Regions from separate parts of the Zea mays genome. Here region 2 is linked to region 1. The links are chromatin contacts, called in public Hi-C maps. All regions are on one chromosome and are shown on one strand. The core of a region is the stretch at or near the end of the contact, and the rest is flanking DNA. Distances in the headings are between cores, read along the strand shown.

The links. A called contact is a pair of places that touch in the nucleus more often than the background predicts.
Region 2: a contact with region 1 is called in a Hi-C map of bundle sheath, with 2.8 times the contacts expected there. The contact joins two enhancer-like sites. A contact is called at or near these places in 4 of 25 Hi-C or Micro-C datasets (bundle sheath, ear, tassel and 1 more).

The regions. Positions count from the first base shown.
Region 1 is chr6:129,197,627-129,203,686 of Zm-B73-REFERENCE-NAM-5.0, reverse strand. LOC100383943 reads right to left here. Exons shown (of 39, transcript XM_035960151.1): 37 at 6,041-6,060; 38 at 4,570-4,668; 39 at 2,566-4,484. The coding sequence ends at 2,902. Among protein-coding and RNA genes, the nearest start is that of LOC100383943, 49 kb to the right of the region's middle. Within about 2 kb of position 3,021, at least 3 of the 20 cell types and tissues checked have an H3K27ac peak or open chromatin away from gene starts, as enhancers often do.
Region 2 is chr6:129,398,987-129,404,691 of Zm-B73-REFERENCE-NAM-5.0, reverse strand. No RefSeq gene overlaps it. Among protein-coding and RNA genes, the nearest start is that of LOC100280336, 16 kb to the left of the region's middle. Within about 2 kb of position 3,976, at least 4 of the 20 cell types and tissues checked have an H3K27ac peak or open chromatin away from gene starts, as enhancers often do.

The DNA of each region.
Region 1 (6,060 bases), core at 1,772-4,271:
TATTGTGGTGTGGTCACCACCGTATACTAGAGGGAACAAGGCTCACGGTGTTTCAGCCGAAAGCTTGATAGTGGAGGATGGGGAGAATCCAAGAGAGGCCAGAACCAGAGCACCACTTACATGTGGAGAAGGCCCTGAGCTATCTATGGAGTTACTAGACCAAGAGCTTAACCCTCATGTGGACTTCTCTTATGTGGGGGGCTCCAAAGAGGATTAGTAGGAATCTTGCGTTCTTTTTTATACCTCGATAAAAATATCGGTGCATCAACGAAAGTTTGTACTCTACCGAATTTAAGCTTCCATGTTTATCTTGTTACCTTTGGTTGTGTTTTATCTTATTAACTAAATCTTAGATCTGAAACCTAGGTTGTAAAATTCTTTTTGCAGTAGAGATAGTAACATATAGTCAAAATCTTAGTTGCACATATGAACGCTTGGGTATCTGCATAGGTTTTTATTAACTAAAAAATAGAGGTTATAATTTAGTGCAAAAATAGATTGCCCAATTCACCCCCGCTTAGGCGTCACTATTTCTGTCGGTACCCTAAAAACAGGGTACCCACTCCTGCTATGTCAAGGTGAGCCTTCGGGGTCATGACCAGCCTAGGCTTGCCTCATGGGATGGATCGTTGTCTCCATCAAGCCCCATAAAGGAAGGAATCAACAACCTAAGCTATTGGTCTGGGACCCTGTAATAGGGCCCGGACCTCCTTGTGTCCCAACGGATCCCAAGCCAAAGGGATCCAGAGGGGACATAGGAGAAAGTGCTCTCTGGTTAAAACACCAAGCCTTCAGAACGACACCGAGCATGAAATACACCATCCGGACCTCAAGCCAATTGAGGTCTGGGATCACCACGTAGCCTGGATCCCCTCGGGGACGGCTCGAGCCCATTGTTAGGGAAGACTTGGGAAACAGTGTCACCACTTATCCCCAGGTCTGCCTCTCACCCAAGTAGGGGTCCGGTGCTAACACGTGGCCAGACCCCTAGCGTAAGATATCAGACGATGCCTGACGAAAGCCTCAGGCATAAAGCCTCTGATGAAATCCTCTGCCTCTCATTCCATAAGGATGCCAACATTGAGTATCGTCGGGACACATACTTGCCCGCGTAAGTAGCAGGTAGTGTGCCCTAGCTTTAAATGCACACGACGTGTTAGGCCGGTAACGTGTGGATTTTACTATTACCCACATGTGTCGTTTGGGTGCCCTTCATTATGACTTCCATTGTGCTTCGTGTGTTACCGAGGCATGAAGGGATGGGCGGAGAAGACTGGACGACATCATCTGTTACACCCTACGCACGGTAGAGTATTAGGCTACGCCGCAACCTACATCAAGGCATGTGTTCTAATTAGACGGTACAAGGTGGCAGGATAAGGACGCCAAAAGATCATGCAGTACCCAAGAAGGAATACAAACTCAGAAGATCGAGTGTTGTCAGCTCTATCTAGTTGTTTCCCATCCCATATTGTAAACTCTCTTAGGCCCACCTCTCAAGGCCAGAACTCCCTTCTAACATGCTTCAAACTAGGTTTGACAAGTATAAGTCACATGGTTCAGAGGATTGAGTGCAATAAAAGCAAAGGCCTTAAGGGAACGTCGCTGGTCCCGGACCATGTTCTAGATGGTCCTTGGCTTTATGAAGACCTCGAACCTCCAAAGTTGCCAAAGCTCCAGGAAGAGGGGAAAAGGAAAGGGAATCTGATAAACACGGTTGGAGGCGTTCACATCAGGAACAATCTGGTAGGGGTCTGGCCTCGTATACTCAGTCTAATCATAATCGGTTATAGTCTGGTGAGGTCACTCGTATGAACCCGATCTCTGGCACCCTCTGCGGAACTAGAGCAAAATGAGAGTGAGGGCACACTTATGAAGACATGCATCAAAACACCAGAACAGGGGCATCTAAGTTGAACTGAGCAGGGGACCTTATAGTGAAAATCTAGTCTCTACTACTTGCACCAAAGAAATGAGCGAGGGCTTGTACCCTCACTCCACTATACCTAGGTCAAGCCCTCACTCCACTATACCTAGGTCCGCCGCTGATGAGATCAGTTGGCACGCCGTCAAATTGAGACAATTCAAATACACGTTCCTGAAACACTTCAACATGAGATGTGCGTTGCAAAATAAAACTACACCTGCTTTGAGATGGTCGAGTACAACGCACCCAACCATAAGCTTTCAAAATTCTACGTGAGGCAAGTATAGGCACACTAACAGTGAAAATTCAAATGAGGAAACGGGCTAGACTCAAAAGGATTCAATACTAGGAAGGACCATTAAACTTGGTAGGCTTGAGCAGTCCAGTTTGAAACATTCATTTGCAAAGTAAATTAGATGGTTGATTATGACCTGAAGCACCCAAACATTAAAGTCTGTTTGGATTGCGGTACCACTCCGTCCAGAAATCAGAGAGCATTGCACCCAGACATAAAGCAGACCAAACAGATAATCTAAGCTTGTACTCAATATTTAGGTTCAGATGATTCTGGATCGGTATGTCCGTCTATCCAAACGCACCATTATGTTACTAAGTCACACTACTGCAATGCAGCATCAAATCAAAACAGTGAACAGGAAAACATTAGGAAACCAGAGAGTATTGTTCTTCCCTCTGTCAGCGCTTCCAGGTTAAGGCGGGAGCACCTCACCATGGTGCTGCCAACTTCGATGCAAGACGAGACAGATGACAGATCAATTGCCTGTCTCAACAAAACTCAGCAGCAATATTGCACAAAACAGTAGTAAACTGCCGTAGGCCACTGTTGCTGTAATCTCAGCACGTCGCTTTTGATTCTGAGTAGAAGCTTACACCAGTTACAACTAAAAGCACTATTAGCAGTTCTTACTTACACGGATTCTAGTATCTCTTGATACAATATTTGCAACTTTACTCTAAAAGCCTCCATCGGCCTCTGCTTCCTTGCCTTGTTCTCTAGGAGACGGCAATGGCTGATCCGAACCACCTTCTGTTGCATCTCCAAAAAGTTCCGCAACAACAGCAGCCCTTGCTGACTTCGCTTTTTCATCATCCCCAGACAGGTCAGGGGTTGGAGCTTCCTTTGCCTCATGGCTGCGAGGCTCGCTCGATGATTCTACCATAGCCTCAGCAGACACGGGTGTCTCTTGTTTTCCAGTGTCAGCTTCACTAAATTCTGTATTTCTGCCACTAGGAGCAAGTTCGGTGTTCAGCCGTCCATGCAAGGCAGCAGGAGTCTTCTCGGTGTCTGAATTTTCATCATTTCCCAAAATGTCACTGCTCGGGGCCTCCTTTACGTCTTGGCAGCTGGGTGGCTTATTAGATATATCTACCATGGCATCACCAGAAGGTGACAATTGCAGTCCTAGATCAGTTCCAACAAGTTTTGAAGTTTCATCACCAGGTGAATGTTCAGTGTTTAGCCGTTTCATCTCAGCAGTTTCATCAGTTCCTGAAGGCCCAGAGCTTGCAACCTCCACTTCCTGGCTGAGTTGCTCCCTAGATATGTCTACCATTGAAGGTGGTGGCAGTTGCAGCTCCGTGCCATCTTCACCAAGTTTCGCGTTTTCACTTGCATGAGCAACTTCAGTAGTTAGCTGTCTCTGTGCAGCAGCAGCAGCAGCAGACTCTTCCATCTTTGCATCTTTACGAGCCACCTTTTCGTCTTGGCTGAGTAGCTCGCTGGATTCGTCTACCGTGGCCTCACCAGATGGAAGCAGTTCCTGTTCTGTGTCAGCTTCATCAATCTTTGCATTTTCAGCACGAGGAGCAGAATCCTCATTTACTGATCCTTGAGCAGCAGCTTCATTTTTCGTTTCTTCATTATTCTCCAAAGGGTCACTGCTTGGAGCCTCCACCTCCTGGCTGGGCAGCTCACTACACATACATGTCATGGCCTCCTCACCAGAGGAAGGTGCCAGCTGCAGTTCAGTGTAAGCTTCACCAAGTTTCATATTTTCATCACCATGAGACTGACCATCATTGCATGCTTCACCAGATGCACGAGACTGGGTATCTTTGTATACTTCGCTGATGGTAGAAGTATTATTAGCTTCTATGCTACCACCTGGACTAGGAACAACAATTTCTTGAGCAAGCTTCACTTCAACAACAGTTTCAGATGAAACAAGATTGTGACCATCTGCTGCACATCCATCCCCTGTGCTTGTTGCCAGTTCCACTTGCATAACAGAAGTTTCATCAATTGGCTCGGGTCCTGCAACGTGCTCAGACGAGGCAGCAAACTTCGATTCAACCATGGTAGCAGCAGTTGCAGGAGAATCCATGTTCTCTGGGAGGGTAGAGGTGGTTTGAGTAGGCATAGTTTCTTGGCGATAAACACCAGCTGCTTTACTATCCACAAAATCAGCATCAGTTACTCGGGCAGCAGCATCCACCATTGAGTCTTCTGAAGAAGAATATCCTACTAAAGCCATGCTAGACACCGCTTGTGCAATTGAAGCCATCTTTATTTGTTCTGAACAATGAGCCTCACCACCTGAAAAACCATATGCAAAGTGAGTACCTGACACATGCTCAGTATCAGCATTAAACAATAGGTAGGAAATTACATTCACCTATACCTTGTGCTCTATTGTGATCATCAACAGAAGCAGCCTCCTGGACAACAATCATTCCAACATCATCAGCACCAGAAGGTTCTAACTTGTCAGCACAAACTTCTGCATCACAAGTACCTTTATCAGATTCAGCTGTCACCAGGGTAGTCACAGGAGGATCAGTAAAAATGGTCCCTGTTAGCATCATAAAGGCATTGGAACTCCTCTACGCTAATCACAATAGAAGGATCCTCGATACCTTCAGAGTCTGTTTTCCTTTGGCTAGTTATTAGGTCCACATCAGCACCACTGCTTATGTTCATGGTTTTAAAGTCGTTGCCTAGTCGTCCAGGCAAGAAAAGTTTCTGGGTGTCAAGGTCGCCTAGCTATGCCAGCATATGGCGTCCGCTTTTCAGGTTAGGCAATAGGCATCCACAGCATCTCCAAGGAGGCTGTGGTGGTCACCTTACTCGCAAAGGTACCCGCACACAGCGGAAAAGAAGCGACCCAATGCCTAGGCGGGAAGGAAATCGCTGCTGCGCACAACTCTCCCGCCTCCTGCCATTCCTTGTGTGTGCGGAAAGGGAGGGACTGGGAGAGAGATAAGAGATTGGGGAGAGAGGGAGAGGCAAAGACAAACATTAAACATACACGCTACGCCGCTGCCTACTTCTGCTTATACCACACTCACGACAAGTTTGTGCCACCATATCCTGCACAGCTTGTCCATTCCATGGCGGCTTGTCGATTCCCGACGCGATGCACCCATGCATGTCAATTCCACACTATGGTCGAGCTGTGCAGGACCATAAACCCTAAACCCCCGTGCGTCGATTTAGGATGTCTGCTCGCCCGCTCGTCCGCACAGACCCAGCACGCGGACGACTGGAGTGCTCGGACCTGCCTCTCACCTGCCACAAGCCATGTCCTCTTCATCGGTGCCCACCTCTGCCCTGCCATGTTGCCAGCACTCTCCACATCTGTTCTTTTTGAAAAGGCAGGAGCTTTGGCTGTGCAGCTGTGCCATGTCCCCGTATTTTTTGTGTGCATATAAAACAGAGCATGACCGGGAACATTCGTTCTGTTCCGGGAACGTGGGAACAATCTCGTTCCCATAGTGTTAAAACCTAGTCTGAGTAGTGTACCATGTTCCCATTCCTCGATCTGGGAACCTGGTTACTAATACTAAGGACCAGAGAGGACATCATATGAATACTGTTTTTGCTTGCTTACTTGTGCTTCTTTTTAGGTGATAATACATTTTTATGTGTGTATGGCATCGCCTAGGCAGATAGAAGGGGGCCACTCGCCTCGCCTTGTTGCATTAAAAACAATGCCTATGTTATCTTGCAATGTCCTGCTCCCCTCTAGATGATAATATAGCACCATCAACAGTTACATGCACTTCATGTGTGTGACGCCCTAGATCGTCTGTACAGAAATTAAATAAAATCATAATTGAGAACTTTTTCAGAAATTCAAATAGTGCACAAACCTGGAGTAGAGTCTGGTTCT
Region 2 (5,705 bases), core at 2,727-5,226, 200 kb before region 1:
TCCTAGATTTGTTTGGTCTATCTATGCACATGGAATGAACCGCGTATACCATTCTACTTCGTCTATCCAAATGTAAATCTCGAGAAATCAATCAATCTTTAATGGGAACGTATTTGGTGCAACCAAACTAATTGGTACAACCGTGCAACCAAGACATAGAAATGAAGGTGGGAGGGTCTTTTTAAAAAAGTTCAAGGAGAGATGAGAGGCTTATTTTTAAAAACGATGTTTTTAAAAAGGTGCTTGCACACCATTTTTGTCTTGGTTTAATTATTAAATATATCTAAAATTATTATTATTTATAATCTATAGCAAATCTTGCACTTTGAGAAGCAATTAATCTTAAATTTAACCACATAGATAAAAATATTATTATTTATAATGTACTAGATAATATATTTTATAATAAACCTATTTGGAGGTATACATATTAATACTATTTTCTATAAATTTAATCAAATTTAAGATTTATTGACTTCTAAAAAAATAAGATTCACATTTCTTTTTTGAGATGGTACACCAATAAACAACCAAATCCAGTGGCACAACGTCCATTATGGTGCACTGTGGTCTGCGCCATACCTAGATTTTTCAGCTCGGTCCAGCATGGGAAGTGAGAAAGCCTAACGTTTCCTTGTATCACATTCGAGCAGACTGTCGTCTCCATCTACGAGCTTCGCTTGCTCGCTCGCGCTTCCCCCTGTCATCATCTATGAGGCTACCGCCTCCTTTCAGGCTCTTAGATCCCAGTCGTGAGCCACACGCTCACAGTCGTGTGCCACTGCACCCGGCGCTCCGCCACCTGATCCGCATGACCGCGCCTGACGCTCTGACCTCTAGTCGCTGGCGCTCCGCCATCCGCTCCCTCTTAGCAGACACCGGCAAACAAAAATATTAGTGTGTGTCTCGCCGAACCATACATTGTACGGTGGCATGTTCATGCATTATTTGTTCATACATCATATGCAGTTAGATTTCTACTTATGGTATATCAAATATTTATACATTGCTTCTATGCAATTGTATATTTCAACTTTCCTTGCGATACCAGATCATTGATATTATAAAAAATACAGACTTCAATCTTGTTACTTGTTTTCCAGTGAACTTGGTAAAAATGTGATAGTTATGTTTATATTCTTGTAACTAGCTCAGTCATTTAAGTTCCCCGCAGCCATACCTAAATTTTTAGGCATCTTCCGTCACTGACAAAATTGACATGTATGGTACTAGCATCATACGCCACATCAACCTAGGAATTGAGCATAAAAATAGAGCATTTTAGATGTAACAAACACAAGCGCCATGAGCCCAAGATACCTCAATGGCTAGTTTTTAGCCAGTGGAAAATAACAATTGGAAACACACCAAACATGTCTGGTGTAGGCACTAGTGGAGCATCAGTTATATCTAGTGATTCTATAATTGGTCTACGAAGAGGGTAACAGTTGCATTTGTGGAGTCTATAAATTGACATGTGGTCGACTTTGGCCATATGCTTGCCACCCCATACACTTATGCACACTTCTTGAGGGTAAAGAGACACAGTCCACTCACTTGTATCATTGGGATCATCATTTTGGTGAGATTAGAGAGCTCCTAGGGCATCACATTTATTTATTGCATCTTATGAAGATTGTATGCCACATTTATTTCATGGTAGAATGCATTGTTACCACATTTGCCACCAAACTCTGTATCCTTTAGTGATATCGGTAAAATCTAGGTTATAAGGGATAGGGATTGATAGCTCAGAGAAAATATAGTATGCCCAGAGCAGAAGGTTGGGTCATTCAGATCATCTCTGCACTCTATGTAGTGATGGGTTTGGAAATGGAGAGACAGTTGACCAAGACCAAATTGACGAGCTATGATATCAGACTGATATGATTTGTAGCCAATGTTAATGACTCTATTGGAAGCATTTGTGCTATAGGTACAAAACAAGGATGAATGTGTAAGTCCCTAGTTCTAGGATTCTCAATAAGTTGTCTAGTCTGAAGGAAGAAGGGTCTTCAAAAACATCAGAATTTTCATAAGCCAATTTTATGGTATTAGGTGTCTCTTCATAGAAAATTTTGAACCACTTTGCTACAGTTTTATCTTCTAGTTTGCTACATGGGATTCGACATAAGGCTTGACCATAGGATGTGCACTTGATAAGTCTACCAATGGGATCTATAAAACTATTCTCACTCAGCATGGAAAAAGATCTAGGATTAGATTATGAAATCAAATCATTTTCATTAGTCTGAAGAAGGACTGGGTTAGGCTCCGAAGGAGTTAACCCAAGAAGTTAGATCAATTTCTTGGTACTTGAAGGGATTATAGTATAAGAGTATTTGAAGCATCTTAGTTCTAAGACTATCTCCAATAGTTTACCCATCAAAATTATCATAATCCAATTTGATGGTATTATGTGTCTCTTCATAGAAAATAATGAGAAGTGGAATATTAATGGTGACTATTAAAGAAGGTGAAGAAATTAATGCATGTAAAATAGTAGTTTCAAGGGATACATTTAATCCAAGTACTTCCACTTCAAGAAGTTGCTTGCCTTTGTTTAGATTTAAACTTCAAATTGGAAAACCAACTTAGGGTTTAGTTTGCACCGTTAAAATTTGGTGGATTGGGTTTCTAGTTTAAAGTTAGGAAGGCTATGATGCTTGTGTGCATGGATTTAATGGACGAGGCTTGAGTCAAATGAGAGGCGGATTGGGTGAGATTTTGAACTATTCAACTTAGATTTGGATCTTTGTCTTGACTATTGAGTTGATGGTGGTGTATTTTACCGAACTATCATGCTAAACATTATATAAATCAAAGACAATTTGATGACATTGAGATAAAAGATAATAAACTTTATTAATTTAGGATGGATATATCATATACTACAAATGCGATGGAGTGGTTATTTCCCTCTAAGGTTATTTATCAACTAGATTTAACCTAACCTATTCTATCGGCTAATCTTAGACTACGCTTCTATATACCACCATTATCATCATCACTACCATCATCACCTTCATCATTGTTATTGTCATAGTCATCATAGTCTTCCTCATCATCACCATTGTTGTCATCATCATCATCCTCCTTGCCTTCTGGGGTGACCTTGAAGATCTTGGGGTCTTCCTCCTCCGAGTTGAAGGAAGAAGAGTAGGGGGGAGGAGATCGGATGATTCCTCATCATCGATGCTTGTAACACCCTAATTTTTGCAATGTACAAACTCCATTGTAATTGTGCAACTCCAAAATCATGGAATGAATTTACTTGACCACAAGTGACTCTTTTCCTCTAATTATGGAGAGAGGAAATTATTTTTTATATAATAAATTCTTACAAGAAATAAGTTCAAACTTTGTCAAAGTATTCCTGTCTTTGATTATAATTTTTTGGATTTTTTTGAAATAATTTGGACTTCATTTGGATTTGAATCTGAAATTTTAACTTAAATTTCTTTCTAAAAAATAACAATGGTAAAATAGTGTCCCGAGCTAGCCTAGTGGCTTTTGGCCTAACAGTTGCGTGTGCTCGCGTCCTTCTCTTGCTCGATCGCTGATAGACGGGCCTATGGTGTTAATGCCTCCTCGCTCGCGCTCATGTGTTCTCTCTCTATCTCTAGCGTGTGGGACTGGGATGTCATCCCTAACCTCATGTACCTTCCTTTCTATTCACCAGCGAACATCCCGTCACCAATTCCTCATTTGCAGCGCTTGACTGATCTCACTGCCACTGTCAATGGATATCCAGGATAACACGCAACTTCCCTAGCCATTTCCCTGCTCAATCCATTTCTTAATGGCACCAATAATGCCCAACAATTCCTACTTGCATCGCCTTCATCGTCGCCTTTCCTTTTGAGTTGAGCATGCTACTAGTGTCATCATCGACATTATTGAGCTTCAGAGGAGTGTTCTACAGCCACCAGAGTGTTCCCGTTTCCATCTCTAGCGTCATCAACTTCATCAGTGCTTGTGACACCTACAACGAGCCTCATCGTCAAATGTACCAGCACCTATCTCACTGAATCTTCGTCGCTCCAACGCCAATCACCTCCGGTCAGCGTCACCCCTATGCGTGCCACAAGGAGCGTAAGAAACCCTTTGCGCCCCTCCTCGCTTTTAGTTATGCCCTGGGTTCGCCCCAATTACTCACAGTAGTAGTCTAGTAGATTAGGGTCGCAAGCATCCTCACCACGCAATCTGGCACCACGGTGTAACACCTAAATTTTGAGGTACAAAAAAGTTTCTTTTCTAGGTGTTACCCTCCCTTCTTCATTCTCTCCTAATTTATTTCTTCCTTATTTGAGAGAAAAGATTTATTTTTGGTATACGTGCAAAGCTGGAGATTAAAACCCTAAGGGAGTTGTGCAATGTTGCATTATGCTTGAAAGGGAAATAGGGTTAACCTTTTTCTACAATTAATTTTGGTGGTTGAATGTCCAACACAAACAAATGGACTAACTAGTTTGCTCTAGAACTCATGTATTACAGGTGCATAAGGTTCAACACAAACCAATAAATATTCCAGTTAGGGACCCAATTCAAAAGGAGCAAAAGGAACTTAAGTGTGTTGTGGTCTGGCGCACCGGACAGTGTCCGGTGCACCAGGGCCGTACAGAAGCCAAGCAACCACTCTCGGGAAAACGCAGGCGCGCTCTGCTATAATTCACCGGACTGCCCGGTGTGCCACCGGACTGTCCTGTGAGCTATCGGGGTAACGACTACCAGCGCTCAACGGTCGACTCTGACAGCGCTACAGTGTCGCGGCAAAAGTCTGAGCAGCGAGTCAGAGGGGCACCAGACTATCTGGTGCACCACCAGACTGTCTGATGCCACAAGAAGACAAAGGCGCCAACAGTCAACTGCTCGAGAACCCTAACGGTTGGGTGACGTGGCGGCGCAGCAGACACTGAACAGTGAGTGTCCGGTGCGCCCATCGCCAGCGGCCTCCCCAACGACTACTTTGGTGGTTGAGGGCTATAAATACCCCCAACCACCACAACTTCAAGCATCCAAGTTTTCTGAATATCACATTCAATACAAGAGCTCTAGCATTCATCCAAGACACAATACAAAATATCAAATCCTCTCCGAGTCCCAAATTCACTCCAAACACTTAATGGCTTGTGAGAGAGAGATTTTTGTGTTCATTTGAGTTCTTGTCGCTTGGATTGCCTTTCTTCTTTTCTCATTCTTATTCTCAAGTGCTTTGTAAGCGAGGCAAGAGACACCAAGTGTGTGGTGGTCCTTGCGGGGTGTTAGTGACCGTGAGATTAAGGAAGAAGGCTCACTCGGTCTAAGTGACCGTTTGAGAGAGGGAAAGGGTTGAAATAGACCTGGTCTTTGTGACCTCCTCAACGGGGTCTAGGTTCTTTGGAACCGAACCTCGGTAAAACAAATCACCGTGTTCGCTCGCCTTATTTCTTGGTTGATTTGTTTTCCCTCTCTTCACGACTTGAATTTAACTCTAACGCTAACCCCCGACCTTAGTGCGTGCTTAATTTTATAAATTTCAGGTTTCGTCTATTCACCCCCCTCTAGGCGACTTTCAATTGGTATCAGAGCCGGTGCTTCATTAGAGTCTAACAACTCGAAGTGATGTCGAGAGATCACACCAAGAGGGAGATTATGATCGGCGAAAAAGCCGCAAGCTCGGGGAGGACTCTTTGAAGAGAGTCCGACAACAAAAACAAGGAGGA